Linked DNA regions of Zea mays: region 1 is linked to region 2. Evidence: chromatin contacts called from public Hi-C data. All regions are on one chromosome and are shown on one strand. The core of a region is the stretch at or near the end of the contact, and the rest is flanking DNA. Distances in the headings are between cores, read along the strand shown. Region 1 holds the start of LOC100274377 (3-beta hydroxysteroid dehydrogenase/isomerase family protein). Region 2 holds the start of LOC100193923.

The links. A called contact is a pair of places that touch in the nucleus more often than the background predicts.
Region 1: a contact with region 2 is called in a Hi-C map of bundle sheath, with 3 times the contacts expected there. The contact joins the promoter of LOC100274377 here to the promoter of LOC100193923 in region 2. A contact is called at or near these places in 2 of 25 Hi-C or Micro-C datasets (bundle sheath and endosperm).

The regions. Positions count from the first base shown.
Region 1 is chr2:62,710,420-62,713,783 of Zm-B73-REFERENCE-NAM-5.0, reverse strand. It overlaps LOC100274377 (3-beta hydroxysteroid dehydrogenase/isomerase family protein), which reads left to right and starts at 1,832. Exons shown (of 7, transcript NM_001148737.1): 1 at 1,832-2,131; 2 at 2,237-2,330; 3 at 2,421-2,509; 4 at 3,264-3,319. The coding sequence starts at 2,004. LOC100382237 reads left to right here. Exons shown (of 12, transcript NM_001174991.1): 12 at 294-1,170. The coding sequence ends at 827.
Region 2 is chr2:62,110,118-62,113,239 of Zm-B73-REFERENCE-NAM-5.0, reverse strand. It overlaps LOC100193923, which reads right to left and starts at 1,574. Exons shown (of 12, transcript NM_001138995.1): 1 at 1,387-1,574. The coding sequence starts at 1,428.

The DNA.
Region 1 (3,364 bases), core at 583-3,082, 600 kb before region 2:
GTGAAGATTTTAGCGAGAAAAGGTCCAGTTATAGCTTTACAAAAAGGAAATTACTTGGTATTTACTCTTTCTTTGTTTTCAAGTGCTAGCTAATGCTCTTGATTTTCACCCTTTTTGGATAAGCTATCTACCATCAACTTGGATAGACATGTCCTATGTGGTTTGCTTCTGTTTACCTTTGCGAGTTTGCGTCATCGTTGGCTGATACAGACACTACCTTTAAAAAGGATGAAATGTTCAATGTTCTTTACTGAAATTTAGCTATGATAGTGACAAATTTATCAATATACCAGGTTGCTCAAAGACGCTTCAAGTCTTGTTTTGGTGAGCATTCATTCGGCTGGACTTATTGTGGGTCTCATAACTTCAGTCCGGCTGCATGGGGACAGCCGCTGTCTCCTCCCTCCAAAGCAAATCCTAGCAAAGCCAGATCAGCACCTTCTAGTCCAATGCTACACATTTGCAACTATGAGCTTGGCATCATACTCATTGCTCTGCCACCAGGCATGTCAAAGCATGCAAGTGAAAGTAGGCACAGGATCGAGGACATCGCCCTGCCCTTTGTTGTCCCTCCACCGCGATATAAGGGGAGTGATAAGCCAGCCACTCGGCTAGCCATGCGAGAGGCTGTGGCTGAGGCTTGTGTTCTGCAGGGTAACGATGTTGTAGATTTGCCAGATGATACTGACGAAGATGTGCCAGATGAAGACGATGAGCAGGTGGTTGAGCTATCTGATTGTTCTCAACAAGAGAAGGAAGAAGAGAAGATTTACGCAGAGACGTTATGGGGGCAGGTAGATTCTTCACAGAGCCTGGAAAAGGATTAAGTGAAGCTGGCGTCCAGTTCTTGGTGTAGTCCTATGGATCTATTTCGCCCTGATAGTTCAATGGAGAGGGATTATAAAAGAGAGTACAGTACCCAAGGTTGATATGACAGTCATTTTTGAAAAGGTGTTGGAAGCTTCGGATTCGCATATTACAAGCGAACTGAACTTTGTGAAGGACTGTTGTATTGTCTGTCGACCAGGAAGAGAGGCGGCCAGAGCCACGATTCTTCGTTGCCCCATTTTTAATGTTTACATTTATGTTGTGTAGATATCATGTAATGTTTACATGCATTCTATTTTTTAAGAATCTATTCTTGCATTGAAAAATATGGTTTGCTCATTCAACTAATGAGAGAATGTATACATGATCTGCTGAGTGAATAACATACTGAAACTGTAGATGTCTGATATTCATTTTGCGTCCTACTCCGTCCGTTCCAAAATAGTAGTCGTTTTAACTCTTAATTTTTACGTCGATATTCAAATAGATGAAGATGAACTTATACACATATAACGAATGGAGTTCATTCTCCTACCTCTATTGCTTTATATATATGCACATTCTGACCTTTTGAGTTATAAACGTATAATTACTTTATTTACAATTACATATTTTGTCCAGTCCCATTCGTTGCAATTAAACAGCATCCAAACCTCCTGGCCGTCCAATCAGATCGGGACCAGATGTCATATTTTTCTGTGGCTCGCTGTTTATGCCGTGTTTGGAACATAGAAATACAAAAGAGGAAATGAATAGAACATAAGAAAGAGACAGAAGTAACAGTGTTAAAAACTTAAAATAGAGGAATAAAAAACATAGAACATTGGTTCATCAAAAACGTAAGGAAACTTGATGAGAAGGCTCCGTTCCAAACAATACGGGGTTCCTTCGGAAATCCTGTGATCCAAACGGCCCTACTTGTTCCCGAGCAGAAATCCACACGAAAACAACTGAGCGACGTGGCAGCGGCTAGCGGGACGCCTCACTCCAGTCGTCCGGTTCTGTTCCAGCAGCCCCACACCCCACGCCACCGGACCGGAAACGCGAAGCAGCCCCACACTGCCCACGCGGACACGCTCTGCACCACCACCTGCCGGCCGTTCCCGGCTCGCCGCTGCCGTTGCGCCCTCGCGCTCACACCTCCGCCAGCCCAGGTCCATCGAGCGGAGAAACCCATGGCCCCCTCGCCGATCCTCGTCCGGCCGCCGGCGCTGGCGAATTCACCCCTTCCGCCTCCCCGATGCGTGGCCGCGGTAGCAGCGGCGCCGGCGGTTCGGACGGCTCCAGCGGCCCCATTCTCTAGGTTATCTTATGGGCCCCCTGGCCCCTGCTGACCCTTCTCACCTGGCGCATGCGTTCCTCTTTTCTGCAAAATTTCGTGGTGACATGGTTTCTCTTGATCGCGCAGGCTCCGTACCAAGTGTAGGTTCGCCGCATCGGATGTGAGAGAAGACTACTCTTCCACTCCGATAGATATTGTCGCTGATGTTAAGACGGAGAAGGCAAGCAGCCGAAGTTCTCTAGCTCAGTTTATGTTAGATTATTTAAGACGATTTCACCCACCACTCTGAACTGTTTCTCGACGGTTGCAGATTGTGGTGTTAGGAGGAAGTGGATTCGTTGGTTCTGCGATTTGCAGAGCTGCTGTATCCAAAGGCATTGAGGTTGTGAGCTTCAGCAGGTACTTCTTTTGCTCTTCTATGTGAAGAACATTTCTGTGCTGTATACCCTGTAGAAGCAAATAGGTGATATATAAATCAACTCACTATGAAGCAGTTGCAACTTTTACCATTTTCAGCATATTTTAAGCAATTTTTAGTTTAGGTTCTTCATCTATTGACTAGCCAGTTGCCCGTGCTTTGCTACGTTTATTATATACTCCCCCCGTCCCATAATATAAGGCATAACCACATTTATTCTTGTCCAACAATATAAGACGTACTCTCTCTATGTATACGTACATCAATGCAGTGGTATAGAGAGAATTAAATATATTTCTTGGTCTTTGAACTAGAGGTGGTTACACTTTATATATTGGGACGGAGGGATTATCATATAAATAGGTATTGAGATATTATTCAAATATAACTATTGTTTATTTTTAAACACTAAGGTACGTGTGGTCTGGTGGTTAGCCCTAAATTTCTGGAGAAGGGGGCGTGGATTCGAGTGCTCGCTCTGCACTATTTTTTGCGCGGTGTTGTGGGTGGGCCTAGAGTGTCAGCGCGGAGTGTGAAGCCGTGGTATCACCTGGTGCCCACATTAGGTTTTTAATAGAATAGTATATATTTCTTTAGATGCCCCTTAATTTTACTAAATTGGTTCAATATTTCTGTTTGGTAATGAAAAATGAGAGGTGGATACAGTTCTCTGGGTATCAAACCTGCATTATGTACAAATTTACACATTCTACGTAATTGTGTGTTGATGGGCAGGTCAGGAAGACCATCTTACTCTGATCCCTGGGTTGATCAAGTCAATTGGCTGCCAGGTACATTTATGGTATTATATGTTGTTATACGAACTTGATTATTAG
Region 2 (3,122 bases), core at 325-2,824:
GTAGAGTGATTAGGTCATATGGTCGTGCAAAATATTGATTTGCACTATAAATTACACTGTAAAGTTTAAAATAAAAGATATAAATAAGCTGCTCGAGATAACCTTATATGCATTTATGGAGATAAATATGCATTTATATATATGTGTGTGCATGTACTATGATTAAAAATAGATTCTACCTTCTAGTAGGTTATCAGTGTACATAACACGGATCGATAACGATACGCTTGGTAAAAATCTAGGGACCAAAGAAACTAGAATATGCGGGTTCCACTGCCAAATATTATTTTTCACTGTTAAATTGGTGGTTCCTGAATATCCTCTAATTTTTATATCAAAAAACACGCATAGTTATAAAAATGCAGAAACGATTATTCGATGAAAAGTGATAACAACTTCACGTTACATATTCGAGAAAAAAAAACGAAAAGAAAACTTCACGCTGCATATATGGTGGTGTGGCATCAGATCCCGGCCCGGGCTCCAAATGCATTTCACGATCGAAAGGAAAATATTCTAATCGGGGGATAATGAAATGAAATGCCAATATACCGTCGGCATAGGCAACAACACAATCGGATAGAAGTGTGGCAACGCCAAGAACATTGCGTAACGATGCAAGTAGCATTGCGTGACGATGCAAGTGGCCTAGCACTACGTGCTGCATGTTCCGTCGCAAGCACGCACTAGTGAATAGTGATGAGTACTGAGCCAGGATCCACTGAACCGATTCATGAGTCATGACGCAGAGCAGTAATTAAATCTACAATTTTTTCAGTCGGTGACTTCATCTATGCCGTCTACGCAACTCCACGGCCGTTGCAATCAATGTCGCGCGCGGTAGAAAAAAAACGAACTTCTCTGTTGTCCAAACATGGCGAGGAACTCAGTAGGTGGAGAGGTGAATCACCAAAGCAAGAGCTTCAAAGCGACGGGGACCTAACCGCCTAGCCTAGCTACCGTGTCCCTGGGCAGAATTGCCTAGCTTCTTCTACCAGTACCATGTCACCTATCGCGTAGTGGTGATTGAGTAACCAAGCTTGCCCTATTGGTCAAGCCATGCCGTGCTCCACTCAAACAACAAACAATCTCAAAAAAAAGGAAATAAAAACAGAGATGATGCTCGTTATTTTAAGAGAACGCATTCGGCTAGGCCAGCAGGTCGAGTAGACGTATCATGCGCCTGCATACCAACATGGGTGTCACTTCGATCGATCGGACGAGCACACGCAGACGCAACCGATGCCCCCAGCCTAGAATAGACGACACGTTTACAGTTTAGGATTTATTCCAAACTCATTAGTAAAATAGGATCTATAGTAGTAGAATCGTCAACGAAATGAAAAAAGATGGGGGGAAAAGTGATAAGGGTCAATCCGTCCGTACCGCGCGCCGTTCAGGCTTTGAGAACCTATGCTTCTTCCCCATCCGCAGCACCTGTGTGGGTTTCAGGCGAACGTTTCGTAGGAGCAGTTTTATTCATCTTTCAAGTTTCTACGCTGGATTTATTTTTGGACGGAGGGAACAGTGAACGGCGTCGGTGGGGGCGTCGGGATCTGATGAATCGGGAGACGGGACCATCTGCTGTAGCAGGAGGCGCCCCCAGGGATCCAATCAGATTTGGTCCATGTGTGCCCATCGACACTTGTGCCGTGGAGCATGGACTGGACTGGGGAAAATTGGGAACGTCGAGTCGTGCACACAGCCACACTGTGCCACTGGTTCAAGATCATCTCGTGGTTGTGGAGGGAGGAGTCGTTCTCCCTGACAGGATAGAAGGGGTGACGTGACACTAACATCTAAATCCAGGTTGCTCCACTTTTGCATCCGTCCGAGAGACTTCAATCTAGGCTTTATCACTGGATCTTGACTGATCTGCGTTTTCGCAGTCCTCTTTATTTCATGGTGTCGGAGCCTAGAAGACTTTTGTCCGTTGCCGCCGTGTCGCAGTCCGTCGACCGTCGTCGCTCCATCGAGCTCGAGCCTTGTAGCTGCGCTGTGTTTTGGCTTGACACCGACACTGTTGTTGCCAAGCTAGTAGCCTCAGGAGACGAAGGCCGAGAGGTCGATCGTACGAGTGGGCTGGTTAGGACACCCATATGAGGCCACACGATCTACGCTGCAGGGCAGAGGATGCTCTCTGTCGGTTGCCGGTGGCGGTGGGTGCGATCGTACGCCTAGCAGCTCTGCGCCACACGTCTCTGGGCATCTGGCCGGCGCCACGACAGGAAGAGCAAGCAGCAAGATCATATCTTTCTCCAGAGCCTTTCAAAGCTTGTTGACCGGGCCTGCTCTGCTCGCGTCATGACATGTGTGGCTCACATGAAGCTGCCGGACGGGGCACACCACGGGGACGGGGAGGGATGCGTTTCGAACTTTTGATCCGTCGCCGCATGGCGACGAGGTACCCTGGCCTTTAGCTCACGCATCCGAACGATTCCCGCGTCTCGTGTGGGCTCCCCGAACCCGTCGCGGGCCAAGCAAGAAAACCCCGTGGTTTATGGTTTACGGTGTTGGCTTTGCCCAACTGCCCTTTGTGCCGATACATGTGGAGGAACAGGCGCACGCGCACCCGCCGCCCGGCGGTGCGACGGGTGGAACCACCCCAGCTCGTGGCGTCGGGCCGCGGTTCCGGGACTTGTTCCAGGCTCCACTCCACTGGCCCTGATGACGCGGTGCACCGAGCCACCGACCCCAACGACGATCATGAACTGTGAACTAGCTACCCCAACCATTACCCAAAGGCTGGCCAAAACAGACGCGACTGGCTGCCTAGCGGGTCGCGCGCGTGGGAAGGGACGGACACCACGCTCGCGTACTGCAGATGCCAGCGCTCCCGGCCCATCACATGGCAAAAGAGGCACCGCTCGGCACACCACGCGATGGGCTTGTCCCGACGTGGAGAGGCCACCACCGCCCGCTCGCCGAAGCGACGCGACGCGACGCGCGCAGCGCAGAAGCACAGGAGGATCACGCATATGCTTTTTCGGCGTTCCTCTTTGTTTTGCCCTGCAGCTACCTAACATTCTATTCGTACTCCAATTGTTTTCTGAACGCCGCAAAAGGCCAGCCAGATCTCGCCCAATACGACGACCAAACGCTCATGCTCTTCTCCTGTTCCA